Linked DNA regions of Mus musculus: all the other regions are linked to region 1. Evidence: chromatin contacts called from public HiCAR-type and promoter capture Hi-C data. All regions are on one chromosome and are shown on one strand. Each heading gives the region's core, a stretch centred on a gene start, on an enhancer-like site or on the middle of the called end of the contact. The rest is flanking DNA. Distances are from core to core; before and after follow the strand shown.

Region 1 (5,692 bases), core at 1,731-4,230:
TGCCTTGCACCCTTTTCCTCCAGAAATGGCCTATTCTCAGCCCATGCAGTCCAGACAAACTTTTTCAACTCTATGCAAGGAATATTTGACCTGCAATTCTATCGCATGATATTCAGAGAGAAATCCTACTGATAATCTGAATGAACAGTAACTACAGGTCCCTCATATTTAAAAAAAAGAAAGAAAGAAAAAAAGAAGAGAAAAACCCTATATTTTACAACTAAACACTACACAGAAGGTAAAATAAGTAATAACATTGGTGTCTCGTTTGATTACCTTATTGATAACTGGAATTACTGACAGCTGTGCTTCAAAAGCAAGGAAGAAGTTGGCCACAGTTTGAGCTTGAATACCCTGGAAACAGCAAGATAAGAGAGCGCAAGGTGACTGGTTTGGCACTAATGTACCACAAACTTACTAATTCCATACATCCCATATATATTCATCGTACTGAGATTTTGGATCATGCTAATAAAATGACACCATATGTCATGTACCTGCCTGGCAGAGACTGTGAGACCTCCGCCCTACTCACTGTGCTTCCTGGGCAGTGAGGAGTTTGGCTCCCCAGCCCCATCTTCAGGCTTTAAGACTATATTGTGCTGCCTTGCTGCACGGCAAAGGCAATGAGTCAATGAGTCGTGGACTACAACCTTCAAAACTGTGAGCCAAAGAAACTTGCCTTTACGGGTATTTCACTATGTAGTTACAGAAATCTGAATCATACCACTTCCTACGTTTCTGTACCATTTAAGTTTTAGGGTTCAAAACCAACATTACCACTAGTAAAGAAAGAGTCAAACTAAGCAGAGTGAGTCAGCACTTCATTTTAACAATATTAAAGTATTTGATTTAGAGTAAGTAATACAATAGATCTGTTATTCAAATGTAAAATTTGCATTTCCAAAATGCATTTTCAGAACTTTATGAAACAACCAAGTGGGCATGTCTTATCATATATAACGAGGGCTCTTACCTCATTTGCATCCACTACCAGTAAAACACCTTGGCATGCAGACAGTGACCTGGACACTTCATAACTAAAATCAACGTGGCCCTAAAATGCAAATATGGGTACCTTTAAGTATCAGCTACATATTTAAAAGGAACTGCTAGTCTACTGATATGACGAAAAAAATAATAATAAAATGTGATTTTTGTGAAAACAATGGAAACAAATTATTCTAGCATAAAAACAAAACTAAAAAGAAATCAATGACAGTTGTGCAAAATTTAGCCCTAAATGAAAGAATTTTGATTGCAATACTAACACGGTTAACAAGCAATCTTTGAAGAGACAAGATGAAACTTACTGGTGTGTCGATGAGGTTTAAAAGGTACTGTTTCCCTCCAAAGCTGTAAAACAGAGAGGCTGTCTGCGCCTTCACAGTGATTCCTCTTTCTCGTTCTACTTGTAATTTATCAAGAACCTGCTTGTTTTTCTTCGTCTTATCAATTGTTCCTAGAAATAGAAGCATTTACTAATTTCTCTGGGCTTTAAAACAAAAAAGCATTAAAAACAATTAACAGAAAATATTAAAGATGAATGCCTAAAGGTAAGATATTGCGGTAAAGCTAACTAACCAAGAGCAGAGAAGATAAAATACCTGTTAGCTCCAGGAGCCTGTCAGCTAAAGTGCTTTTGCCATGATCCACATGTGCAATGATACTGAAATTTCTAATGTCTTCAACAGGAAATCTAGACATGTCAGGTTTCTCCTAAGAAGGGAAGGGAATATCACAGTTAAGGGTATAAATTTTCCATAAAACAAAGTACAAATTCAAAGAAAAGTCTTTCCATCGATGGACAACTTCACGTATTGCAGTTTTGTAAGCTCCCCGCTCCCTAATAAAGATGTATGACTAAGCCTAACTACAAAGAACAAATTACAAAATACTTGACAAATATATCAGTTCCATAAACAAAGCTAAATATAAAATCCTTAAGTAATACTTCCTCACATATTGAGCTAATTGCAAATTTACTTTCATGGAGAGTGAAAGCCATATATAAGTCCTCAGGAGTCCAAGAATGCCTTATCAAGCAAAATCTCTTAGACACACCACATACTCCTGGAAATGGGTGTCTGAGCAAAACAGTCTGGGGTGTGAGTGTGTATGTGTGTGTGTGCGCGCGCGCGCTCCCTAGGCATATTCAGTTGATGAAACTGTCATGACTATAACATTTGTTTTAGCTTTCTATTTCTTACTTAGTGTAAGGCAGGTAAGGGTATGGAAAAATTATTCAAACAAAATGTAAAAGCTGCATTGTAGTCCCCCACCACGCATTTAGGACAAAGTGATGCAAACCCGCACGACTTTCGCAAACCCGCTCGACTTTCAAAAACCCTGAACGGTGACGAATACAAGTCCATTTTTCTAACCACAAGTCCCTTGCATGGGACTAAAATACTCCACGCCTTTGCATCCTCCAATCTTTGAAATTTGATAACTATCCCAACGCAGCAAAGAAGCTGCAGGATCGGATGCAAGTCAAGCCAGTTACTCAAGAAACGATAACTAAAACTTCAGGGAAATCGATGCTACAAAGGAGCAGCTTCTCGGAGGTTTTTAGAAATAGCACCCGCTCGTGAGCTACACCAGCCCTAAGCCGAGGAGCTAGCGGGCACGCTTCTGATGCGGGTGAAGCGCAGCCCACGCCGCGCCGGCGAGCAGCCGAGGATGCTCGCCCACCGTGCATGTGCTGAAGCCCTGCACCTTCCCCGGGTGATGGTCACCTTGAGCTCGGCCGCGCTGAAGAGCCTGCAGGCGGCCCTGGGCTCCGAGGCAGCCGCGTGCCGGGCCCCGGCGGCCCACGGCGCGAGAGCCCGCCCCACGAGCGCCCACATGCCTCGGCGGCGGCTCAGGGCCCAACCCGCCACGGAGACCACAAAGCCAGGGTCGCGCTCCGGCCTGAGCTGACACCGAGACCCAGGCCTGACGCGAAGCAAACGCGCCGCCTGCAGGTCGCGCCGCTTATGACGTCGACGCGTCTACGCGGGGGTCGAAAGGTCAGGGATGGGAGAGCTACAGGGACCGCGGGTGATACTGCCGGTCAAGCGCGTGTCCTGGTGTGACAGCCTTGAGAAAGCCACAGTCTAGGCGACCGGAGTCGGGTGTCGCATCACTCTCTGCGCTCACTCCAGCGAATACAATGGACAGGAGACGCCCTTGTGTGTGTGTGTGTGTGTGTGTGTGTGTGTGTGTGTATGTGTGTGCAGCGCAGGCCTCAGATGTGGAATCTCTAAAGTGTGTGTGCTCCACCAGATGGGGAAACAGTTCGAAGTCCCTCTACTCTGGGGCCATCAATGGCTGGGGAGTTCTTTTAAGAGACTTGCAGGAAAAACAAAAAACAAAACAAAACAAAAAACAGTTCATGGCTTCTACGAAGAAAATTATTTCATGCTTAGCCAATATGAAGTATAGATTTATTAATAAAAACAAAATGCATCAAAGGAGAAGGATGCTGGCTTCTCTTTGTCCATACAAAAGCAATTCTCACCTTAAAATAGGTAAGAGAATTTATTCTGGAGGCAAACATACCCATGTTTCCCAGGTTAGGATAACCCATAATTCTATTTTTCAATGAACTTTTTGTAGTGACACAACAACAACAACAACAAAGTCATAGGAAAAAGTATTTTTCAAGTACATTGATAAAACATTGTTACAACACAGCTTAGAACTAGACTTAATAGTATTCAATAGGTTTAAATCTGTGTGTCAGGATATTAAGTCTAGCATTATCTTCTAGTCACAGGATGGATACCTCTCTGTCCTTTAAGGCGTATCCCTTAGTTTTCTACCACCTTTTCTCAAATAGCCAAATTCACTATCCCATCTTCTAGAAAGCCAGGACATGTTTCCTGAACATGGTCTAAACAATTGAGGTGGCTGTAACATTTTTTAACTTCTGCAGTTTCTCAAAAACCTCCTTCAAAATACTAACATATAACTGCCCATCTCTAGACTCTGATTGTCCCTAACATTTATTGGCATGCCTCTCTCAGGACTGTTCCCTTGTCTAACTAACCAATTCAACTTTCTTGTAGTCAAGGACCCTGGTTCAGGTACGACTTGCTGTGACCTGCACAACTTTGGGATTGTCTTGACTGGGGCAGTGGGGAATGAAGAAACAACAGACACATGTACAGAAAAGCTAGGATTGGGTTGGGCTGTGTGTTCTGATGACACACTAGTAGCCTGGAAAATAAGAAGGCTTACATAGGCTAAAGGAGGAGGCAGGTTAGCTAATCTTGATTGTGGTGTCTCTGAAGTGCAGCACTCTAGGTTGTAGTCACTCAGGAGGAAGAAGCTGTAGTTGATAACTTCTTTACATACACTGTCTACATCCTTGTAGGACCTTGGCATTGCCATGGGTCTGAAGCATTGACAGTTGTGAGGTGATCATGTTCATGTTAACAATCTATATTCACTAAGGACTTCATCTGCTTCCCACAGCCTCTGACTATCTACCCAGGGAATGGTGCTGCCCACAGTGACCAGAGCCCTCCTACATCAATTAACAATCAAGACAAACTCCTCAGACACACCCACAGGCCAATCTGACCTGCCTTATCACTCCAATGAGACTCTCTTCTCAGGTGACACTAGGCTTTGTCAAGTTAATAGTAAAATCTAATGGCCAGATGAGAACCCCTCTCTGAGGAATTCATAGTTTAAGTTCTCTTCCATCCTAGTTAGGGTTTCCATTGCTATGAAGAGACACCATGACTAAAACACTTATAAAGCAAATATTTAAGTGGGTCTAGCTTACAGTGTCAGAGGTTCAGACTGTTATCATCATGGGAGAAAGAATAGCAGTGTCCAGGAAGGTATAGTGCTGGAGGAGCTGAGAGTTCTACATCTTGTCCCAAAGGCAAACAAAAGACTGTCTTGCAAGCAGTTAGAAGGAGGGTCTCAAAGCCCACCCCCACATTAACACTTTTTCTCCAGTAAGACCACATCTCCCAACAGCACCACCCCCGTGGGCCAAGCATATTCGAACCACCACTGTATCTTTGAACTTTCATTTTCAAATTTGGAGATTTTGTTGAGAAGAGTGTTGCCCTCAGGCTGCTGTTCCTTTGTCCTCCTAGAGAGTAAGATGTTTCACTTTCACGTTACTAATCTCTTAACAAGCACAGTTACTTTCTCAACATAAAATGGCTTACTTAACCACTTTCCTCAACAAGTTACATCTTCCATACATCTTTAGTTTCTCATAATCAAACTAAGCACAGTAAGTAACACTGTTTGTGCTGGACAGTTTTAGGTCTACTTGACACAAGTTAGTTTGTGGCATCTGAAGAAGGATCCTAAGTTGAGAAAATGCCCCCATAAGATCTTGCTGTAAGCATCCTGTAGGGAATTTTCTTAATTAGTGATTGATAGGGGAAGGCCCAGACCATCCTGGGTAATGGCACCCCTGGGCTAGTGGTTTACAGTTCTAGGAAAAAAAAAAAAAAAAAAAAAAAAAAAAAAAACAGGCTGAGCAAACCAATAAGCAGCACTTCTCCCTGGCGACTGTATCAGTTCCTGCCTCCATGTCCCTGCCCTTTTGGAGTTCCTGCCATCACTTCCTTAATGATGAACTACAGTGTAGAAGTGTAACCAAATAGATCCATTCCTCCCCATCTTGCTTTTACTCATAGTTCTTTATCATAGGAATAGCAACCCTAACTTGGATACC
Region 2 (5,648 bases), core at 1,748-4,247, 2.6 Mb before region 1:
TTGGTCATGTTAGAATAATAGAAAGCAAGGGGTTCTGATTCATTAGTGACTGACAACTCAGAAGGCAGACTCTGTTGCAAATACGATCTAGAAAATAAATTGGAAAATATATCATCAGTGTAAATGGTTATTAGTGGATGCCTTTAGTAAGACATTGGGAGAAGGAGATGGGTAAATTCACACACACACACAAAATTGGCTAGAGTCTTAATTTGGGTTTCTACTGTGGTGAATAGACACCATGACCACAGCAACTTTTATAAAGAAAAATATTTAATTGGGGCTGGCTTACAGTTTCAGAGCTTTAGTCCATTATTGTCATGGCAGGAAGCATGACAGCATGCAGGCAAACATGGTACTGGAGAAGGAGCTGAGAGTTCTACATCTTGATACAAAGGCAGCTATAAAAGAAATGAGCCTTGGCTTAAGTAAGCATTTGGTACCTAAAAGTTCGACGCCACAGTGACACACCTTCTCCATCAAGACCACACCTTCCAATAATGTCACTCTCTATGGGCCAAGCCTTCAAACACTTGAGTCTATGGGGGCCCTTTCTATTCAGACCACCACAGCTAGGGTTTGTTTGTTTGTTTGTTTTTTAATTTTTTAAATCTTTCCTTGCTATTGTTTAAGCACTGTGCCATCGAGCTATATTCCAGGTCATATTTGGCTGCTTTGAAAGCAAACATTAAAAGAGATCAATATAGTCATAATTTGTCAAATATGTATGCACTGTAGATGTCTGTCAGAAATTGGAGAAGGACGGAAAGGAGGGAGGAAGAACTTGAGATTTTTTGTGGACGAAACTCTACCCCCAAATGACAGACAACAAAAACAGGAAGAACAATAGAAAATAAGGAAACGACCCCAGAAAGAAGCTCTCTAAAGAGGAAGCTGGCGTTCCAGCTTCTGCTCAGCACTGAGGCTTCCCTGGCTTCTTTCACATCTCCCAGTTGCAACCCTTCATCTGCATTGCCTGCACGGCCCATAAGGCAGGCTGGATGTATCTTGGCGATATACAGGCAGGGGAAGAAGTCTCCTTAGAAAGGAATCATACCATTTTCTAGGTGCTAGGCTGTGCTTTATGTAAACAACTTTACAGGTATGAACTTAAAACAAGCCCTGTAAAGTCTGCATGGTCATTCTAAATAATGAGAGATGAAGACGCAGACCAGCCAGAGACGTGAACTAGCTTGCCATTGCTATACAGACGATAACAGTTACCAATGATTTACAGAGCTGGACTTAAACTTAACTCCAGAGTCTGCATTTTAAGCCCTTACTATAAACAAAGTTAGGGTGACAGAAACGCAAATACACCTAGCTGAGGTAGGATCAGAACAGACAGGTAATGTTTTAAAGTGCTTCAGGGCACTTAAAACATTTGTTTGTTTGCAAGCCTGAAAACTAGGGTCCAGACCCCAGGACCCTAAAAGGAAGGAATCAATGTCTATAAGTTGTCCTCAACCTACACACACCACACACACAGACACAGACACACACAGACACACACACAGACACACACACAGACACACACACACACACACACGCTTTATTTTTTAATGAAAAAGTTGAAAATTAAAAAAAAATGATGCCTTAAATTACATACAAAGACAAGCGATTACTAATGAAAAGACATTAAATATTAAGGGCTCTTTCCTCTCACTTTATGTAATATTTTAAATTCAGCATCTGCCAGAAGTTCAATTTTAATATAGTCATGTTTCAAAGGTCAACCTTTTCTTGGTGTCCAGTGTTGTCTAAATCCCGTTTTTTGATATCCTTTATATCCTGATGGATGTCATTTTGCACTATTAACTTACACATTGCATGGTCACAGAAGCATGCATTCCTGTAAGCCTTCCTTTACCCAGGCAGAACAGCAGAACTCTCATTCTTTCTTCAAACTCTGCAGCTATCGCTCATGTATGTGACTGTGGACAAGGCATATCTATCTATCTGTCTGTCTGTCTATCTATCTATCTATCTATCTATCTATCTATCTATCTATCTATTTTTCTATCTATGCCTCTCAGCACTTTCTAACACTCTTAATCCTAACATTACATATTGGGTTGTAATCACCCTAATTGTTATGGCACCTTCTCATGACAAGGCTCATTCTATCACGAACTTTCTTTTTTTTGGATTGAAATTACAACTCAAAGAATTTTGGGTTCACTCCTGTGGTAAATGTGTGGGTATAAACATGGGTTTTCTTTACCAGCAGGTTGTTTTGTTTCTTAGCTTGGATAATGAGTCTTTGGGTTGCTTAATAATATATAGCTGAACTTTGCCTTTCTATGAGTTCTGTCTTGGATTGCGTTTGCTGTTTGTAAACGGGGGGGGGGGATCCAATCTTTTTTTTTTTTTAAAGATTTATTTATTTTATGTCTACGAATACACAGTAGCTGTCTTCAGACACACCAGAAGAGAGCATTCGATCTCATTACAGATGGCTGTGAGCCACCATGTGGTTGCTGGGAATTGGACTCAGGACTTCTGGAAGAGCAGTCAGTGCTCTTAACTGCTGAACCATCTCTCCAGCCCCCCACCCCACATCTCTTCTTAAAATAAAAAAAAATTAAAAAAAAAAAGTAACTTTAATTTGTCTTTGAGGTCAAACTCTTTGACTAGGAGACTGTCAGATCTCTGGGGGAAAGGCCCTGGGTTCAAATACAGGCTGTGACTATTACTAGATGATTTTCTGCAGTGAAGAAAGTTTATGAGATCTGTCTCTGAACACAGTCTCAACCGAGCAAAAGTCTGTAAATCTTCCTTCAGCAGCAAGCGGATGGGTAACAGACTTCCCCTCAGTCTCGACCGCCCCTCCCCCCCCCCCCCCCCCCCCAAAAAAAAAGAGGGAAAAAAAACTTGCTCTTTTTTCTACAGGAGAAAACCAATGGCTGAGGTTTTGCACATGCGCACAAGGACTTTGAGCCCGCCCGCCGGCCCCGCCCTCCAGAAAGTCACGTGGACGAATCGGAGCGTAAGCCTAAGGTTCAGGCCTGTCACGTGACAGGTATCTCTACTTCTCGGGGATGGAGCCGGAAGAGGGGACGCCGCTTTGGCGGCTACAGAAGCTGCCTCCGGAGCAGGGCGCCGGGGTGAGGGGTTTGTGAAGGGCACGGGAAGGCCGGGGTCCGGACTATTCTTCTTGGGCCCCTGGAGACACAATGGCGGCCTAAGGACTTTACGCGGTTTAGGAATGGCCCAGGCCTGGGTGCGTGTGGGGTCTTCTTGCTTCTAGAAAGCTCGGGTGGTAGAGCCCGAGATCTGCTGCGTCCGCAGTCTTTGAGTTCAGGTCTCCCGAACGCCCCTTTCTGTGTGAGGTCCGGCGGATGCAGTGAGGAGTCGAACCCGGTGGGACCTGTTCCCTGGAGGGCGGGAGGAACCAACTCCTAACCAGAAAAGGAGTAGCCACTCAAGTTTGGCCAAGAGGTGATCGCAGCCGCTGAAAACAGCTCACCCATAAAGCCAGGCTTGTGGAGACCAGAGACAGCCAACCAGGGTTTCTTGCAGCACACCCAGGGTCCAGACCTCTGTGAAAGTGATTTGATGGTGGCACTCTGCCCTGCTCAGGCTTTCAGAAGTCTCCACTGTGGCCCTTCTACCCAAAGTCGGCTTCAGTTGTAGATGAAAGAAATTTAACGCCACTCCCTCCGTTCTTTAGAAAATGTACTTTAAACATTTTCTTTGATTTTACAAATGAGGACAGTGAAATATGTCAGCCACAGGTTTCCAGCAAGCCAGGGCCAAAGCTCAAACCTATCTATGGACTGTGTCTCCTAACTTTCAGGGTGTCTTTCCTCCTATATAGAGATGGCCAAAACATTTGACTCCTGAATCTGAGAGCTGAGCCAGCTGTCTTCTTCCTGGGCCTCTGCCTTTTGCCACAGCTATGGGAAATCCCTGGTTTGGGTCTCCACTCCCTTTTCACAGCATTGGTTGTTGTGGTGTCACCATCCTTCTTTACCAGGCCACTCTATTTAAGAAACTCTGGGTTTCATCCTTGGACCTCCCCTTTTCAACCTCCTTTACCTGTTTATGGTCTCTGCCTCTATAGTCTCACACTTACTCCTGCTCACAATATCTTGGCAAAGTTTTGGAAAAATAATGTAATTACTTACAGGAAAGTTGAGTGCAGATTAAAGCCTTCACTCCTTTCTGTTGTATGCAAGGCCTTCTGTGATTTGGCCCCTACTCGCCTTTTCAAAGGTCCTCTGCCCTTTCACCCTTGTCTGCCTTTCCAAAGATGCAATTCCCACTCCTGCGCTGGGGTTTTATTTCCAGTCCTGTGTGCGGGCACATTGCGTTGGCTGGGAATGCCTAATGGCCACTCATCTTTTCAATTCAGCTCTTTCCTTGTTCCTTTGCACCCGTCATAAACACCTTTTCTATCCCCTCTCCTCTACCACACGCACTTATTTATATGTGTACTTTTTTTGATAGATTGGAACTCTGTTATGGTAGAGCATCATTTATCCTCAATGTCCTCATTTGTAAAATGAGAACAGTTACAATGCTTACCTTATAGAGTTGCAGGGAGTGTCAGGATACTGTTTGGTAGACATTACAGGTGGCTTTTGGTTGTATTCCCATTTTATATGGTGAGTCAGAAGTTACCCATCTGTGTGGTGTTTTGGGGGTTACTGTTCCCCACGGAGTGGGTTCATATCTAAGGCGATTGGAGTCTAAAGACGTTTAGCTCAACGCCATTTCCCAGTTACTTGGATTTAAGTGGTTGGCAGGATACAAGTGTCGCCTGGAACAGTATCACATGAATGTGATTATCTGCAGTAGGACACGGAAGGCTTGAGCTATGGAAGTAGTGATAACAGCAGTAAGAACAAAGGCAGACTCACGGCCTTCTGATGTCTTGTGCCTGCTAAGATGCTCGAGTTACTGTGCTCATATGTAATTCTATGACATTGTGTGGTCAGGTGACATTCTTCTCTTACGCTTGGATCGCAGAGAATGTAACTAAAATGAGGAGTTGGTGGAACTAGGAAGCATAGCAAGCAGTTTTGTCCTAAATCCAGTCTTCATACTCTGTTAGGTTCACATGGTTTCAGTTGCTGGTAGTGCAGAGCGGAAGTCAGGTGGGAAAGGAAAGATGGCCAGTGCTTTTCTCAGAGCAAAGCACAACACCCCTGCTGAGGAATAGGAGAGTATGCTGTTGGGGGCCGGGGGAGGCAAAGCCAAACCGAGGTAGTAGTGCTCCTGGGGGGGGGGGCTTATCTGTGAGAGGAGCGCGTGCTTGGTTACTACAGAGATGGCACCTTCAGATCTCGGAGGGAAGCTTCTACGTGAACTGTTCTCCATTCAGGGATTTTGGAAAACAACAGTGTACCTTAACATTATTTTATTTTCTAAAGGTAGACTTCATAATGGAAGGTCTGGGATTTAGCAGGGTTTGGTAGCTCATACCTGGAACACCCAAACTTGAGAGACTGAGACAGGAGGATTGCCACAAGTTTGAGGCCAGCCTGGTCTACAGAGGTGAGACCCTGTCTCCAAAACTAAACAAAGCAATAAGACAACAAACAGAACGACAAAGAAAACCACCAACAATAAATCTTCAAAATAGTTGCCTTTCTGTCGTAGCTGGTTTTATAAAAGGCACGTCTGTCAATGTCATTTTCTTT
Region 3 (5,880 bases), core at 2,579-5,078, 2.0 Mb after region 1:
TGAGGGACCCATACTTAAACACTCTCACGCCATGACACTGAAGCCCTGTGCCCATGGGTGGGTTTCTGTCTAGTCAGTCATGCCCTTCTTTATGGAGAATACCAAGTAGAGACTCTTGGCCTGACTGGGAAAGCGGTGTCTACCACAGACTGTGACAGCATCTTTCTCTTCTTTCTTCTCCCGGTCATCAGCATATCCTACCCCAAAACTCTATTTCCCCTGGACCTCCACTCTGAAACGGAGACCCTTTATCAGCTCATGCAAATAGATTTAAGGTAGGAGTAGGGAGTGCTAGCTATACATTAGAATTATCTAAAATGGTAATTCAAGCCCAGCCAGACTAGCCTACATAATGTCTCATTTAACCCACCTGGCTCCCACTAAGTAGCTTTTATTATTATCTCTGCTTTAGAGGTAAGGAAACTGAAGGCCAGAGAGGTCATGGGATCCACTCACTGTTATAAGGTGTTAAGTATTGAGGAACATCCAATTTGGGCATGGTTTATTACAGAATCTACGTTCATTGCCACAAGTCAGGTACCTCAGAGCTAATGTGATCCCACTTCGCAATGGTTAGAATGAGAACTACTCAAAGCAATCAAATATTAAGATGTAATCAGATTTTATCAAAGCATAGCTACACAAAGAACATAGTGAGGTAAATAAAATATGAGTCAATATATTTATCAAAAGTGATCAAAGTATAATTAGGACAGGTAATCAAATCAATCAAAGATTAATATGCATTAGCTTTTTCAACATCTAATTATAGAGCATGTAATCAAAATATAATGGCAAAAGGGATAAGAACAGTAAGTCTTTAAAGTTTCTAATCTAAAACTTCAATTTTCTCCTCCGTGCAGAAGCAACTCCAGGCTTCATGGGATGTTATGGGTATATTCTTGGTCCCATGAGCACCCTCAGCGTGCACATATAAATCGTCCTCTAGATTATGGGATTGAAAGAGAGTTTATAGCTGATTCCATTAAGCCAGCAATAGGGGGGTGGCACCCACCCTTAACCCCAGCACTTGCAGACAGAGGCAGGCAAATCTCCCAGTTCAAGGCCAGCCTGGTCTACAGAGTGAATTCTAGGAAAGCCACGGCTACACAGAGAAATTCTGTTTCAAAAACAAAATAATAATAATAATAATAATAATAATAATAATAATAATTAATGGTGATTACATCAGGCTAGCAGGTACCTGTGGTGAAGAAATCCTACATGCAATCACCTCTACTACCTGTTTTTATTAAATTAAACCCAAATTTTAAAAATTAATTATTAAGCTCATATTTTGTGTAAGACTGATGTCACATTCTAGAAACACAGGCACTAGCAATTGTTCTTGGCCTTATCCTGGCTGCCGGAAAAGACAGGCCAGCAGCTCTCAGAACACAACGCTCCAGTGTGAAGAGCTCAGTAGAACACTGTGGAGAACACGTGTAGGGAGAAGTATTGCCACAGAAATCCCAAAATGGCTCAGAACAACAGCCACTTTGTTCCTAGGGCTATTTCTCTTCTCCAAAAGTCCCCGCCCCAACTCAGAAGTGAAGGGATGTTCCCAGGCCTTATGGTGGCTACGAACTGTTGGTCCAGAGCTGTGTTCTTACTGTTTAATAGCGGATACAATGGATTACTGTAACTTGTAACTCCCTACTGCTGGAGGCTTATTCTGACCCTAGAGTCTTCTTTATTCTTCTACCCCAGCGTTCAGAGTCTTGAAGGTACCCTGTACACATCCTGGCTTCGCAGGTCCATCCATCACCTCGATAACTAACTCGGATACGTTCCATGTACCCTGACTGGGCCCATGACTAGCTCCGTGTTAAACGAGGGCCTTCTTGAAGGGATTGGCAGTTTTCCGAGTAGTCCTCGTGAAAGAAGCAATAAGCCACGCTAACACAGGAGTCCACATACCTGCGTGGGCGTTGTCTCTCTCCCGGCACCTTCCATCCACATCTAGGAGGGGAGCCGGCTCTGTAGCTCAGCAACTTCTCTCATTCTTCTCGAGCCTCGCCTCCGCCCCAGCTCCCAGGAACTACAGGAGACCACTCAGCACGTCCCAAGCCTCTACCCTTGAGGTTTGCAACCAAATTCTCAGTCCAGATCGCAAATTCAAACACACTCCACTGCTCTTGAAATGGACAGGTGCCCTTTATCATTCACAAAGCCCCATTTTCTCTCTACAGAGCCTACCTTGAGAGGCCCCTGTTTCTTTATGGAACTTAAGTTCCTATTTTAAAATTTTAACTTAAGTGCTAAATTCTGCTGAGATGTCCCTGTCTTAATCTGGGGAAGACGCTGTTCAAGCAGCAAAGAGGAGACAAATACGCTCGTGCATTCTAAAAGGCGGCAATCCGGATCTCTTATGTTCACCAATTTAACTGTCCAAGCCATAACACGTCACTGTCTGCTTCCTTCTGCAACCTTTCTGAGAGGAAAAACGTCTATTCCGAAGCACTTTTGGGGTGTTGTTGGGTCAGATCCCTAAACGGTCTTTAGGTCAACAACTGACCTAAACTGAGGGTCAACAACTAATCATTTTCATTCATACAATACAACGACGTTACTGGGCAGAGCCAGACCGTGGCCGATGGTGATTCCACAAAGTAAGTAGAAGTCACAGGCAACATCAGAATCACCGTGAGAGAAGGCTACTGGACATTGCCCAGAAAGCAGAAGGACCTGGAGAGAAAAGAAACAGCTGCAGAAAGAGAAACAAAACCCCCCAAAGAACCAATTTCCTAGGGAGTCAGACTGCTGAGTAGCTCCGCCTGCAGGTCTCTGCAGTCATTGCTTCTCTTCGTAACTGATTTTCAGATTACTATATATTCTCCTTTACCAGTGATTGAGATGTTGAGAAAAGATGATAGGTAGATGATAGATAGATAGATAGATAGATAGATAGATAGATAGATAGATAGATAGATGATAGATAGATAGATAGATAGATAGATAGATAGATAGATAGATAGATCTATCATTCAATCACTTTGCCTACACAGGAGACCTCTAGAAAAATAAAGTCATTCTAGATAGATAGATAGATAGATAGATAGATAGATAGATAGATAGATAGATAGATAGATGATAGATAGACAGACGGACAGAGGTCAAGGCCCTTTGCTTTACCAAAATCGTCGGAGCCTCTCGGAAGCATCCTTTGTAAGCTCTAGGTGTAGAACTCAAACCAAGTAAACTGCTCTTTGAAATCCCAATAAAGCTCACTGCGTTCTCTTGCAGTAAACACCCAACCCACCTTATTATAAATGGCTTCCAAAATGATACTAAGGTCCACCACCGACAGTATGAAGCTGAACTTTTTGCTTACACGTGAGGCAGGGCGCCACCATATAAAGACTCAGTATGCTTCAGGAGCAGGTCAGGAATGAATACGAATACAACGTATACTGATCGCATCCATCTCTACTCTTCCCACGCCAACTTCTCCCGTACCCTCCTCTCTCTCTCCGGCTTCTTCCATACCCCACCCCACCCCCAGCTCTCTTCAAACTTTGTAGCTGAGGTACGTTTTAAAAGGATCACTCTGATTATTGGAAAGTGATTGGGCAGGGCCATGACTTAGAGGCAGAGGACAAAGTTACACCACTCCCGATGCTGAAATCTATTCACTTTTGCATTCTTCTCGATCCAGCAAATGCAAATTCATGGTTCCAGAACCTAAGGCCTGAACACCTCTCAACTCACCCAGACCCCATATTCTTTACAAACCACCCTTGCAGGCCAACAGACATATCCCTCTCTCTGACCTCAGGCCGGGAGTTGGGGGTTGAGCCCGGCACCGTGTCAACTGGGGAGACCCAGAAGCAGAGCAGATCTTGGGAAACAAAATGCTAATCCACCCAGCCACCCAAGCTGTGACTGACTCCCCTGTACACTGAGCTGATCCAAGTAAAACACAGGCCTTTCAAAACAGCAAGGAATGCTCGCCTGGAGTGTGCGCTAACGAGTCCAAAGCCAATTATGTCTCATCTGATCTAACCAAAGCTGATTTCCTCCGGTGGCCCAGCGAGAGGTCAAATGGCCATTCCTGAGGGTTTCCACGGAGCTAAGCCAGAACACGGAGTTCCTGGAGTGTCCCTCGGGCCCACAGACCAACTGCGGAAGAGCTAAGCAGTCGAAGTTTTTAATTTCCCTCCCTCTCTTGATAATTATAAATACAACACTGCAAATTCCCTAAGAGGTAAGTGAGGGTTCACTGCTCACTCGCAAAGGAAACGAAAGGAAATCTTCCATATTTCTCTTTACCACATGTGCCAGATTTTCATTGAAGCCAATCCGGAAGTGGGGGGACAAAACAACAACAAATAGATATTATTTGCTAGCGGGGGGGGGGGGGGAGCATGCGTCCACATTCATGCTGCTCTGTCGGCTGAGGTTTGCACCTCTGCAGTCTCCACTTGTTCCGGAGAACTGCAGGGTATCATGCAGTCTGAGGCCGCCCTCTAGCGGAAGTTTGCCTGTATTGCGCCTGCGTACAGATGAGCTGGGCTTCTCAGAATACCTGGCAAAGCTTTGAATCATTTCCAGTTCCCTTTTATTGCATGTGGCTTATAATTCAGATCGAAAGCCAGATATGCTGCTAAAACGAAGATAATGTCAGGCTGAGGATTAGTGAGCATTAGCCGTTGAGAAAATGCTTGGAAGTTGGCCAGGAAAAGGCCTCTGGTCCATAATGGTAAGATGGGTAAGATTTTTTTTTTTTCTGGGAAGATGAATATATGGCCTCATTACCCTTACCCTGAAGTTGTCTGACCACAGCCAAAGGTCAGTCTATTCTTCTCAGGGCTACAGCAATTTAGACCCCTCTCCCCATCCTCAGGGGTCCGAAGAAGGAGGAGGAGGAGGAGGAGGAGGAGGAGGAGGAGGAGGAGGAGGAGACTGGTGGTTTTCCTGCATGCATGAGGGTGTCAGATGCCCTGGAGCAGGAGTTACAGACAATTGTGAACTGCCATGTGGGCGCCGGGAATTGAGCCTGGGTCAGTGCTCCTAACCACTGAGCCATCTCTTCAGCCCAAGTCCTGTGTTTTAAGTAAAGGGTGAGAAAAAAATATATATATGTTTTTTTTACATCATTCGTTTGTACAATGAGGGGCAGTCTGGAAAATCCGGATATAAGTGTCCTTTGTGCCGAGAGTACTGCTCAGGGCTATACTGCTTGCCTCTCTCGTACCTAGTTCAGACGTCCATCATCAGCACCACAAATAATTACGATTTGAATTTGTGTTTGGTGCTGAATGTGGTGCTGAAGAGTTGGTGTCAATTTCACCCAAAACGGAAGACAGATCCGTATGACAGATACGATTGTCTGTGCTTGCCTGGCATGAGGAAGGCACAACACCACCAAAAAGGAAAATAATAATGAAAGGAGTAAATGAGTTCTAGTGTTCAGTGGTTTAGTGTGTGGTAAACCTTTATCTGAACGCCACCACATCTTCACTTAAAAATATTTTTACTTAACAGTGCCTTTTTAAAACATACTGAAATATTTAAAGGGAAGGTTCTTAGTGATCTGCCTTAAAACAGTACAGATAAAAAGCTCATTAAGTTGAATGGAAATGAGGGGAAAGCATAACAATCAAATCAAATGGGTCTGAACGGTGGACTTTTTAAAATTATACGCGGAATCTAGATCTGACAATGCTGCATATTCCTGGCAGAGTGAGCACCGCTGGGGTCCAGGCAGGAGCCATGTTCAATGCAATTTGGCAGAAGAGATCTGCATCCACAAACACACAAACTTTATTTCCTGTAATTTAATCCCTGTAGTGAGTCCCCTGTTCCACCAGGGGGCGAAAACATGTCCTCAGTTCTGCAAGGCTAGATGGGGCCAGGAGTGGCAGGCTGTGGTGTTGG
Region 4 (5,754 bases), core at 2,103-4,602, 2.2 Mb after region 1:
GTTAAAACCATGAACTGATTTTAGGAGCGATCTTATTAACAGCACCATCAGATTGTGACAGTCTGCCAATATGAACACTCAGGAGCCCCAGTTTACTGGCATCCCTTCTGCCAGCCAATGCTGCAGGAAAGCCTGCCTACTCATCTAGCCAGCAGAGGTGTAAGCAAGATAGAGAGGCCCAGCCCAGGAGAATGTGACCTATATGGTTTTAGTACACAGCATAAAGAAGGCCATCTCTCACTTTATTTTTTTTTAAAGGCAACAAAAGCACACACTGACAACTCCCTGTGCTACAACTTGGATTATAGCTCTACTGTCTTGCTTAGTTACTTCAATATTTGCTAAGAAAAAGTAAAAATAGCTGCAATTCCAAGACTTAGAGATAGAGACAGGAGGATCACAAAATGGAGGTCAGCCTAGGTTAAATGTTAAAACCCTGTCTCAAAAAGATGAGAAGGGAGATAAAATCAATAAAAGCATCTAACATAATACAAATACTATAACTACAAATAAACTTCCAATGTATTAGTAATGAACTGAGATACACATTTCAGTATGTATTTATTTATTGTAAATTATTTTCATTACAATTGTCAGGTCACAGGGCACAAACTTCTTAAGGTTCCTTTTACACAGAGAATAACTACCTCATAAATCAGTGTTCAATTCTGCTGCCAATCAGTACAAGAGAGTTCCTACATCTCCCATAAAAAATATCATATCATCAGTAGAAAACCTTAAGAGGATAAAGATATGGCTTAGCAGCTAAGTACTGCATATGCCAATAATTATAGCCCCATGTGATTCACGCCCTCTGTTGGCTTCTGTGCACACACATTCTGGAACATACATGTGCGTGCACACACAAACAAATAAATGTTTCGACAAAAAAAGGAGTAAACTTAGCCAATGCAAGATAGACAGCAGTGAAATCCTTTAAATATATATGTTTAAAAACAAACATTTTAATGTCTGTAGACCATGCTCTCTGCATGTTATTCATCAACATTCAACCATCTCCTCTGCCCATTGCTGCATTGTTGGATATGCTATCCTACCGCCATATTGAGTATGCTTAGTCCAGACTGTGATGGGCTGTGTGAAATACACACTGCATTCTGAAGACAACACAAAATGGGAGACACCTTAACATTTTTTTAAAAATTATATGCCAGAATATATACTAGCTAAAGTATACTATTTTTACTTTTAAAAATAAGTCTACCACACAGTGCAAAACTACATGCTGTGGCCAGGCTCTTGAATACTGTCTTTCTTCTTTGACTTCACAGAGGTTTCTCATTTTTATGTATTTGTATCAGTCAATGGGTTCCTCCTGTTTACTCTTTAGTGTCATTTTGGTTTTTTGAGATGAAGTTTTTCTGTGTGGCTCTGGCTGTCTTGGGACTCATTCTGTGGATCAGGATGGCCTCAAACTCAGAAATCCTCCTGCCTCTGCTAGAACTAAAGGCATGGACTGCCATACCTGGCCGCCTCTGTTTATCCCTGAGAAGACTTCATTAGACAGGTAAGCATTCTAGAAGAAGAAACTAAACTTTATTTCTTCTCAAAGAAAATCATCTGGCTTTGGATCCCCAACTCCCTCTCCCCCAAAACATAAACAAACAAACAAAAACAAGACAAAAAGCTTCAAATAGTTTTTCTTGTAATATGCATCCAACTTAAATAGCACACTTTCTCCAAATGATTTTTAAATTTAACCATAGTTTTGATTGCTCTTTCAAATACCGTAACAAAACTTCCACCAAGGTGATGTTTCAAATTTAAAAAGGTGTTAAGTGTTAAAAACACTAAATTTTTTGTAGTAATAAACATCCTAAAAGAACTCTGCAAAGTAGTCCTAAATGAAGAGACTAATTACTATCTGAGCTACAGAGAATGGGACAAAGAGCCCAGCATTTTAGGCCCAGTGACAGCTACCCAGAATAAGAATTACAAATTACACTACTGCAACTCACCTCACCAACACTGAAGGGGCACTTTGGACAACATTTAACAGCCACTATATGTATATATATTTCTGTGTAATATGTTGAAGTTTATTTGGAGTTTTAAACAGAGGGCCCATTCTGTTCATAAGTGGCATACCGCCACCATGGGAAAACTAGCTACAGTATTCTGTCATTAACAACAAACTAAAACAGTGTATTGCAATCAATTCTTTTGCAACCTTAGAAACCAGCTTTTAATACGGTATGAATATATTCTACTTTATCTGCCCAGCACAGGAGTGTGTGACCGCTTTTATCAAAAAACCTGAATGGCTGCAGCTTTTGCCTTCCGATCCAAGTTTTTGAAGGGTGACTGTGAATGTTTGAGAAACGTTTCTGTAACCACTCTTTGCAAATCCCAAGAACCTGAGGGGCTCGGGTTAGCGGTGGATTTGGTCCTGTCCTCTCCTGGGCTCTGCTAGCAGTCCTCCGTGTCAAGCTACGGGAACAAGGGAGGTGAACAGAAACAGGACTTACACGTTTGATGCTACTTTAGAAACTCTCCAATAACTTGAATCTGACTGAGAAAGCAATGCTGACGAAGATGAAAACTCTCAATCCCACCCTGCGCCCAGGGTTATTTATGTACAGTTTCAGGAGACACTTTTGTCACCAAAAGGATTGTTCGATATAACCGCAAACTTCGGTGGGTTTCCTGTCCCCCAGACTATGCCCATTCGATAACTGTGAGAAGCCCTCACCTTAAGATCCGTATGTGACATCCACTTTGATTTAGGGAGATTTAAGAAAACGGGATGGCACTAAGAAAAAGTGTAGCGCAGGAGTACCTCACTCAACCTAAGCAGCAACAGAACTGCGGCGGCGGCCCAAGGGGACCCTCCAAGCTGGTGGAATCCGCCATTTCCCACGGCCTGTTTGGGTCACCCTGGGTCACCGCGATGTGCCCTAAGACCTCCGGGTCTGGAGGTCCGCCTCAGGGTGTCCCTACGCGGGTTGGCCGCTCCCCGGTAGCCGCGGCTCGCGGGGACACCTGTGAGGACCTTGCGAGACCGGCAGGCTCTGTCTGGGTTGGAGAAGGGCAAGCGGGCGGGCCAACTGCCGAGGCCAGGCGCGGCCTCCACCGGTCCGTCACTCACCCTGGCTGCGGCCGCGGGTCGCTGCCCGGCCGCCACCGAGCCTGCACAGCGCCGCCCAGCTGCACCTGTGCGCCGCGGCGGCGGCGGCCAAGCCCGGAAACATCCTGGCGGGGCAGAGGCCCCCACTCGGACACCACCTCCTGCCTCCGAGCCGCCTGCCGCGCCAACTGACTCCATAGACCGGACCCCGGCGAGCACGGATGTGTGCGCCGCGGCCGGCGGCCTCGGCGACCCGGAAGTCATGGGGGTGTGGCGCGACAGCGGAAGTGACGGAATATGCCAGCGGGGGCGGGGTGGGCGGTGCTTCTGGCCAGCACCGGGCCAGGACGGTGTGCGCTGCCGACTGTGCTGGGCATTTGTGAGTCCGTGTCGTGTCCCGGGAGACAGTCTTACGAAGCGCCGCCGGGGCGTGGGAAGCAGGAGGAGAAGGCAGGGTTTAAGCCTCTGTCCCCTTTCCTTTTGAACCCTCGGCACCGCTCTGTCCAACACCGTGGTCACCTTGCTGATCACTCAACCTCCGCTTCTCGGTCGTAGTATAACAAAATTAGAGGCGTGCATAAAATTTGAAGTCGCGGTACTATGTGTACGCGAAGATGGAGCAGTTTTTCAAACAGCCTGGTCCCAGAGAGAAAGAAACCTGAACACATTCGCCTGTTTTAACCATTACCATGTCAGGTTCATTCAGTTCTTAGCTTAAGCCTTCTTTCACCACCCTAATTATAATTAACGTGGTTCTCATTTTTAAATAGTTACCCTGTACACTTTTCTTCAAAATACCACTACTGAAATTATTGTCCCCCCGGAATAGAGAATAGCTATATGGACACTGGATCCTGTGCAGTATACGTATACTACTATATTCCAGGGGCTAAGTCAATACCTGTCTGGCCAGATAAATAGAATGGGATGCATGTCCAGTTGTTTTAAAGATTAATTTAAATCGCTTAGTGAAAGTACTGTAAAATAAAATTTTAAATGGAAAATGAGTGCACAGGGCCGAGGGAAGGTATAGGGAACTTTCGGGATATCATTTGAAATGTATATAAAGAAAATATCTAATAAAAAAATAAAGAAAATGAGTGCAAATCAGTAAATGGGGAGGAAACCCACCACTTTGAGTGGACTTGAGGCTCCCTTCACAGGAGGGAATCCACCTCTGGTAAGGTTAAGCAGGTCAAAAGCCCATGGCTAACAAGGTTGTGGTCTCTAGTAAAAGGCTATTGCAGCTATTTGGATAAATATATTATGGTCTGACACCCCTTCCCCCATAACTGTAGCCATTTTGTTCCATGCTTGCCAGTTATATTACTACTCTAACATGCCTGCCACTCACTGACCAAGAAGTGACTTGGCTCAAGAACATGCTGACCACATAACCATGGTTTTGTCCTGTATGTTCTGAATGTTATGTATGAGGTTTGCTAATCTTAAGAAATTCCATCAAATCAAAGGTCAACACGAACTGTTCTGTGTAAAACGGCTTGAGTTAGAGCTGACCACCGGACAGCCCTTCCTGCACCTACATATGAGCTCACTGTGGTTTTTGTGGCTGACAGTGAAGAATGCTTCTAATAAGCTAAAAAGTTATAACACTCATGCTCTGTTATCTCGATGTCCTGAAATTCCCCTGTTCACCATGCATCCCGACACTTTCCTTACCTTACTCAGGACCCATCAGCTGATATACTTTGCCTCGTGAGCCTTCCTTGCCCTTTAAACTTCTGTACCTTGTTTTTTGGGTTTTGTTTTGTTTTGTTTTGTTTGTTTGTTTGTTTGTTTGTTTCGAGACAGGGTTTCTCTGTGCAGCCCTGGCTGTCCTGGAACGCGCTCTGTAGACCAGACTTTCCTCGAACTCAGAAATCCACCTGCCTCTGCCTCCCAAGTGCTGGGATTAAAGGCGTGCGCCACCATGCCCGGCCTGTACCTGTTTTTTTGTTTGTTTGTTTGTTTTTCCTATAGAAAGTCTACTATGAGAGCAGACTGGTGCCACAATTAGGTTTTTCCTTCTTGTGGACCTAGGCATCCAGTGTTATGGTGTGTGTTCAATAAACTATTCTTGCTTAACTGCGATGGTGTGTGTGGCAAATTCCTGAACCCCAACAAACGGATAGGTTATTCTGGTTAAATTGCCTTCTAAAGTGTGTGCCCATAGAGTAGTGCTACTGTCAGCTTTGAACAGAGCAGCTGTTTGTTTGTTTGTTTGTTTTCTTTTGCAATGGTCAATGGTAACTGCAGAAACGCCTAACTGATCAATAAAACTGAGAATAAATGACTGTTGAATGCCTAGCCATAAACTGAAACATTTGTATCACTTCTTCCAAAGGCCAGGGAACATTCTGGAAAAAAGGGGCGGATGAAAAGTAAAAACCAGAGGAAGTGCAGGGAAGTAGTGGAAAACACGGACTTCCAGTATGACATCGTTGGTGCCTTCTTGAACTCACACTTGCTGTGATTACTCTCAGGAGACTGGGCACATCAACACTGTGTCTGGGGAAAGAGAAGGGGCTCCTGGGGTCCTGCCCTCCCCTGAGAGTTTCTACACAATGGTTGATGGGGGAAGGGAGAGACATTTGAAAGCAAAATTTCACCCATTCACCTGTAAACAACCCTAATGAAACTCATGAGATGGCACTCACAGAGACAGG
Region 5 (6,240 bases), core at 1,299-3,798, 2.3 Mb after region 1:
CTGCTTTAGTGCGAACAAGCGCCTCATACCAATTTCTAAAGGGGCTTTTGTATCTTAACTCTAATGCTCAGAAATAATTCTAATACCAAGACGTCACATATGTGGGTATGTGAACTGAAAGGAGTCTCACAATACACATTCTCATTAAATGTGGTGGCATTGTTTCTAGCTGGTGCTTCCAATAAGCTGATTTTGAAACATATTCATGCATCTATCTGAGGTTTTTAAATACTAGTTTTAAGCAATGTCACTGTTTTTGTGCATGTAAACATTTTTAGGAAAAAATGCAAGTATATTTAAAATTCAAGTGTATTTTATTACATGCCTTTTAGTTACATGCTAGCAATTTCAAGAATAAAATATACTGCTAGTTTATTCTATCTATAATTCTGCGATGCTACTAAATTTAGCTGACTGGCAACAGCAGCAGTCAAATGCAAGGATGAAATCTAGATTACCATGTCAGTTTGTTCAGAGCCTTCTCTTTACAATCCATTTGTTGGGCCATCAAGACGGCCCAGCAGTAAAGGCACATGCTCCCAAGGCTGATGACCGAGGTGTGAACCCTGAGACCACCGTAGATGTAGAGAACTTATAAGAATACGTTGTCCTCCGACCTCCACACATGATACTCCCTAATGAAATAAGTATTTGTGTAGGGTTTTCATTCTTTAGCAAGTCACTGAAGTGTCCATTTTAGACATCTATTCTAAAGATTTGATTTTATTATTTTTAACTGTGAGTATGTGTGGTGCATACAGTAACCAAGGAGTCCAGGGGATCCCACTGGAGCTGGAGTTACAGGTGATTGTAAGTCCTCCCCCACCCCCCGCTGTGGGTGCTAGGAACTGAACTAGGGTCTTCTGCAAAAGAAGCACTCACTTATAAACACGAGCCCATCTACCCAGCCCTTCCTCTGGGTCTTCTGCACGTACGTACACTCCATTACACAATCAAGGAGCTGAAGAGGCTGGTTTAAGTAGAGTGAACGGCCTGGTATATATAGTTCCACAACAAAATATTTTAATGGATCATGGGACTGAAGACTTGAGGACAAATTATTCACAGTTTCAAAGTATTAGGCCAGACAACTTCTTACTTACAAAGGGTGAAATCTATTTTTACAATGGCAAATCAGTTGATTCAGGATCATACCTAATTCCCCAAAGAATCAACATAAAATGGTTCTTGTGTCCTGAGAAGGGCATAATCAAAATGTAATTTCAGTTTCTAGAGCCTTCTGTAAAACAGGTCTAGACTTTTGAAACTAGGTGTGTCTTCAAAGCCCAGAGATAATAGAGGGATTTCCATGGACTGACTGGGAGTAAAGAGGCAGAACAAATAAACACAATGGCTGCTTCCCAAAGAGGGGAAGGGACAATGGACAGTTAAGGAAATCTGCACGTGAACTACAAAGTAGATTAAAATGCATCCATGTTCAATTCCCCAAATGTAATGAAGTGGAAAATAATACTTAAGTATTTTTGGGTTATCAAAAATCTCCAAATGGGTCAGCAAAGTTAAGTGCGTGTACACAGTACAGGGGTGTTGTAAAAAGCTTTTTAAAAAAAAAAAAATCAAAACTTCAATTTAAGGGCAAAAACACAAAAACTACCTCGAGTCGACCTGTAGATCAACATTTTTAATTATAAAGTTTACAAACGGGCAGTCCTCCTCTTTGTAAACGACTAATCAAAGAAACACACCACTCTCTCCCCTTTGCAAAATTTCTTAAAAGGCTTGAAGTAGGTACAAAGGGCAATACTACGACGCGCACCACGAGGCATGTGGGTTGAATAGATGGTATTTTCCACCTTGGGGGCCGAAGACGATCGGAGACCGCGGTGTGGGAAGGGGCAAGGAGGCCAACATCCCTAGCTGACAGGTGACAGCCGCCTGCTCCAGAACTGCCTGTTGTCGCCTTTGAAACAAACTTGGAGCTCCTCTGGCCGCCACTCGGCTCCTCCCTAACCCCAGTCCGGCAGGCAGCGGCTTCTAGAACCCTCTAGCCCTCTCAAACACTTCCTGCTCCTCGCCAACTCCGGCTGATGGAGCCGGGCGACCAGGCCGCTCACTTACCACAGCGCCCGCCCCTTGGGGGCCGTTCGGGGTCGTATCCGCCATGGGAGACACTCGGGAGCCCGGGACGCTGCAACAGCAAAGAAGAGCAAAACGTCAGTGCGGGGCGACGACCCTCCGACCTGCTTTCAGAGCCGGCAGGAACCCCAAACCCCCGGAGGAACGGGCCCTCCCGGACGCGTGCAGCACACAGCCGCAGAAGTCCCCCTATGGCGGCCCGGTAATACCTGCCCCGCTCGGTCCAGACCGAAGCTGCCTTTCTAGAAAGACCCAAGCGAAGGCGGAGCTTCGGAGAAAGGCCTTAAAGGGCCGATCGACGCCGCCGGTTCCCGGGGTTGCAAAACCGGAAGTGATCCTTTCGTTTCCACGTGAGTCAGGCGGGACGTTGAGAGTCACCGGGCGTGGTTTCCGGAGGCATGACGGGAAATGCAGTTTTTCTCCTTGTTTTGGTTCCACCTTCCCTACGAGCCAATTGGCACGGAAATGTTAAGTAAAACCACCGAGGCAACTTTCGTCTTAACCGGCACTCAGGCGATTTTCCTCGCTGGCTTCCGAACCTCAAAAATCTCTCTACTTCCATATACAGAAGCTTCAGAAATATCTATGATCTCTCCAGATAGCGATTCACCAAACCCTGTGATTTAGTTTTCTTATTTCAAGCACTAGTGAAACCGGCTATGTGACAGACGCTTGGAGGAAAAAAAAAAAAAAAGAACATAACACTGACCTTCTCAGAGACAATAGAGCAAAAACGACCACAAGCTGAGTTAATCAGGGGTTTCTGGAAAAGTAATTCTGGCCATAAATCTTGAAGGGAAAGGAAAAATTGTATATGAAAAGGGAAGGAGGTTCCAAATAAGAGAACAGAGCAGGTAAAGTAACAGAATGAATCAGGACAGTTCGGTGTGAACTGAATGAATGGGTCTGGGGGGGGGTGAAAGATTTGAACTGCTGAGAGGCAGGGTGTGTGGCAAGAAAAACATTACATGAGGGCACGGGAGGGGTTGGAAGGAAAGGGGAGAAATGATGAAGTTATATTTTAATTAAAAATATTTTTAAAGACTTATTATGTATACAGTGTTCTGCCTGCATGTATGCCAAAACTTCTGAACTTAACTCTGCAATCTAGGGAGCCAAGCTACAACTTTAAGCAGAAGTGTGACATCATCTATATTAGAAAGATCATAGGGAGGCCATTGCACACAACTAGGGAGAGCAATGAAATCCTGAATTGTGTGATGGTGTGGGAGAAAAGAACAGGAAAGAAGACTTGAATGTGGCTTCCATAATTTCATGTCTGGCTAGATAAAAGGTATGCAGGGGTGGGGGTGTCGTCTGCAGAGACCCGGAGAAGAGGCATAGAGAAAAATGAAAAAGAAGAACAGAAGAGAGAGGTGGAGGACAGGAAGCTGACTACAGATCTATACTCCAACTTAGGAACCGAGTATCTCTAAGCTCCTACTCTCTCAGAAGTACAATTGCCTTTATGATTCATGGCAGCCTAGGCGCCAGTCAGCTGCTGTCTAGGAGTCAAAGGATGCTCGGTAGAATGTTGTAAACTTTTCTTCTAAGGCCAATGTCCACATTCAGGTCCCCACAATCTCCAGTCTAGATTCCCTATCACCCAAGCTCAGCTAACACATTATCTTCTCTGCATTGCTGGAGTATAATTTGTCCCCTATTTTAGAATATTTATCATTGTCTAATATTTCTTTTTGATTATTTGTTTAATCTGGCTCTCCCACCATGTATGGGTAGTGTGTGTGTTTGTGTGTGTGTGTATGTGTGTGTGTGTGTACATGCACACATGTGTATCTTGGTTTACCTGGGGTGTCAAATACAACAGACTGAGTAGTTTAAACAACGCAACTTCTTTTTCCTCACAGTTCTAGATGCCTGGAAATTCTAAATCATTTTATCAGCAAGATGAGTTTCATTCTAAGACTTAGTGTTGCTGACTAGATCAGTGATCTTTTTACTCTTAGTAGCAGAATTTGATTTCCTTCTGCCTCTTCTGTATTCCCGAATTTTCTGACTATAAGTAACTATACGTAAGTAGATAACAATGCATCTGATTTATACTAAAGTTAGACCTTCAGTCTTCCCACTCTCCATAATAGCTAGATTTTCTCCTTGTGTTCCTATCTCTTCTAAAATATAGAAATCTGGAAGGCAAATGGAGTCTGTTTCTAAGTCCATCCTCAAGCTTCAGATGAAACCGTACGAGCAGATGTCATTTCAGTTTCGGTTAACTCAGTTCCAGGCCATTTGGGGACAGTAGAAAATAGACTGAGTCCACAGTGGAAGCTGAAGCTGCTCTGCAAAGGCACGAAAGCAAAGATTCTGCCGAGAGAATGTTTGCATCTTCCGCCTGATAGTTCTCTCTTTCTCTTCCCTCACTGCTTTCCAGCTTCGAAAATTACTCTGAGCACATTTTATTTATGGGTTAGGGCAGGCAGGCAATAGCATGTGTGTAGAGGTCAGAGGACAACTTGTACGCACCGTAAGCATAGTAATTAAAACCTTAAGTGTAATATTAACCATCACCCTATGTGAGTATGAACCCAGAATTCACACAGTAGGAGATCACCAACTCCTGAAAGTTGTCCTCTGACCTCCATACCTATGCCATGTCATGCCTGCCCTAACCTATAAATAAAATGTAATTACAACACACACACACACACACACATACAGCTTTCTCAGGGTGTACAGGCTGTACCCTGTCAGCCCATTTCCTCCTTTTCCCAGATGTTGAAGACTATTCTTAAATTGACTGAGCTCCTAAAATATTCTGTTCTGGCAAGATAACAGGTCATGTGACTAACTGGTATTTTTGCTTTTGTAATCAAACTCTGTCTAGAAAAGATGATCAAGACAAAAGCAAGACATGCATGTTAATATAAGACCCTGCCTACACTTAGTCAAAATACACATAATCAAGTGGGTTTGCCTTTATAAATAAACCCTGGGCAGACATGGCTAGGTGCTGCATCTTGGGAGTGCTCTCAGGCGCAACCCTGATGCTGGTTTGAGCACCAGTACCTAGATAATAAGCCTCTTCTTATTAAAATGTATTCGTGGCCATGATGAAGCCCCAAGTAACCTCTAACCCTCTAATAGCAGTAATCAGGCTCGGCAGCAAGTGCCTTTACCGATGAGCCATCTTGACGGCCCAAGACATCTTTTTAAATACACCGCATGGGCTTGGATTACCCATACAGCAGTGTCCCCCTCATGTGAGGTTTCACTCAGTGAAGCTGCACGCCAATCTGCAGCCAACCATGTAGAAAAAACTAAAGTGGAAACTCCAGAAAAATCTGGTGGACATCTGTCATCCCCGTTCTTGAGAGATGAGGAAGCAGGATGAGGAGTTTAATAAGGTCATCCTCAGCTACACGGGGAGTTTAAGGCCAGCCTGGGCTATGTGGGGTTTTGTTTTTAAAAAGGAGAAGAAAACCTCCAGGGGAATTTTTAGTTAGCTTGTACTCAGTTTTGAGTGATGTGACCAAGCTTTGTGTCATCTCACTTTAAAACAAAGAACATCTTCCTGTCATAGTGTCAGGTGAGTAGCAAGCAGCCTGATACCACCGTCTGTCACATCTCCTGGCATAGGCACACTCTCTCTCAATCTCTGTGTGTCTCTCTCTCTCTCTGTGTGTCTCTCTCTCTCTGTGTCTCTCTCTGTCTCTCTGTCTCTCTGTCTCTCTCTCTCTCACACACACACACACACACACACGCACACGCACACGCACACACACACACACACACACACACACACACACACACACCACCTCTCTCCAAGCTCTCATTCTGTAGCACTGGGCTAGCCTGGAACTCACAAAGACCCACCTGCCTTTGCTTGCCAAGTGCCAGGACTACAGGCATGGGCCACCACACCTAGCTCCGTATTGTCCTCATGGCAGTGGAGACACAGGTACAGCAGCACAGTAGTGTATTTTGAGAGAACACACACACACACATATAACTGATGAAGTATACTCTTGTGATTTTCCTCTATTTTAGTCTCAGTGTTTCTAACTATGCTTGCTATATAAGTTAAACTCGATTACAGTTACGTATGTGCAGGGTAACAAATACAACATATGTAGGATCAGGTACTACTAATAATTGCAGTGCTAGACCTCCCCTGAGCACCTT

The links. HiCAR-type assays count read pairs that join an accessible place to other places. Capture Hi-C pulls out chosen DNA fragments and counts their contacts.
Region 2: a HiCAR-type map of astrocytes shows a contact between it and region 1, with 10 times the contacts expected there. The contact joins the promoter of Commd8 here to the promoter of Guf1 in region 1. A contact is called at or near these places in 10 of 39 promoter capture datasets (the C10 cell line, the HPC-7 cell line, HPC-7-derived erythroid cells and 6 more) and 3 of 115 datasets of contacts at active chromatin or transcription factors (astrocytes, large pre-B cells and stem cell-derived neural progenitor cells).
Region 3: a contact with region 1 is called in a HiCAR-type map of astrocytes, with 9 times the contacts expected there. The contact joins the enhancer-like site here to the promoter of Guf1 in region 1. A contact is called at or near these places in 5 of 39 promoter capture datasets (the 3T3-L1 cell line, the C10 cell line, cranial neural crest and 2 more) and 1 of 115 datasets of contacts at active chromatin or transcription factors (astrocytes).
Region 4: a contact with region 1 is called in a HiCAR-type map of astrocytes, with 8 times the contacts expected there. The contact joins the promoter of Slc30a9 here to the promoter of Guf1 in region 1. A contact is called at or near these places in 7 of 39 promoter capture datasets (the C10 cell line, HPC-7-derived erythroid cells, cranial neural crest and 3 more) and 1 of 115 datasets of contacts at active chromatin or transcription factors (astrocytes).
Region 5: a promoter capture Hi-C map of liver shows a contact between it and region 1, with 2.5 times the contacts expected there. The contact joins the promoter of Tmem33 here to the promoter of Guf1 in region 1. A contact is called at or near these places in 7 of 39 promoter capture datasets (the 3T3-L1 cell line, the C10 cell line, hippocampal neurons and 3 more), 1 of 115 datasets of contacts at active chromatin or transcription factors (pro-B cells) and 2 of 9 other capture datasets (adipose tissue and liver).

What each region holds. Positions count from the first base shown.
Region 1 is chr5:69,554,212-69,559,903 of GRCm38.p6, reverse strand. It overlaps Guf1 (GUF1 homolog, GTPase), which reads right to left and starts at 2,980. Exons shown (of 17, transcript NM_172711.3): 1 at 2,739-2,980; 2 at 1,608-1,719; 3 at 1,314-1,462; 4 at 977-1,057; 5 at 277-354. The coding sequence starts at 2,849.
Region 2 is chr5:72,165,538-72,171,185 of GRCm38.p6, reverse strand. Commd8 (COMM domain containing 8) reads left to right here and starts at 2,997. Exons shown (of 5, transcript NM_178599.5): 1 at 2,997-3,107. The coding sequence starts at 3,042.
Region 3 is chr5:67,531,134-67,537,013 of GRCm38.p6, reverse strand. No RefSeq gene overlaps it. Among named protein-coding and RNA genes, the nearest start is that of C330024D21Rik, 70 kb to the right of the region's middle. Within about 2 kb of position 3,828, at least 41 of the 459 cell types and tissues checked have an H3K27ac peak or open chromatin away from gene starts, as enhancers often do. A contact at or near this core is called in astrocytes and hippocampal neurons, where this site is marked.
Region 4 is chr5:67,304,553-67,310,306 of GRCm38.p6, reverse strand. Slc30a9 (solute carrier family 30 (zinc transporter), member 9) reads right to left here and starts at 3,352. Exons shown (of 18, transcript NM_178651.4): 1 at 3,110-3,352. The coding sequence starts at 3,212. RefSeq lists a cis regulatory region at 2,981-3,704.
Region 5 is chr5:67,256,873-67,263,112 of GRCm38.p6, reverse strand. Tmem33 (transmembrane protein 33) reads right to left here and starts at 2,548. Exons shown (of 8, transcript NM_028975.4): 1 at 2,307-2,548; 2 at 2,080-2,149. The coding sequence starts at 2,124.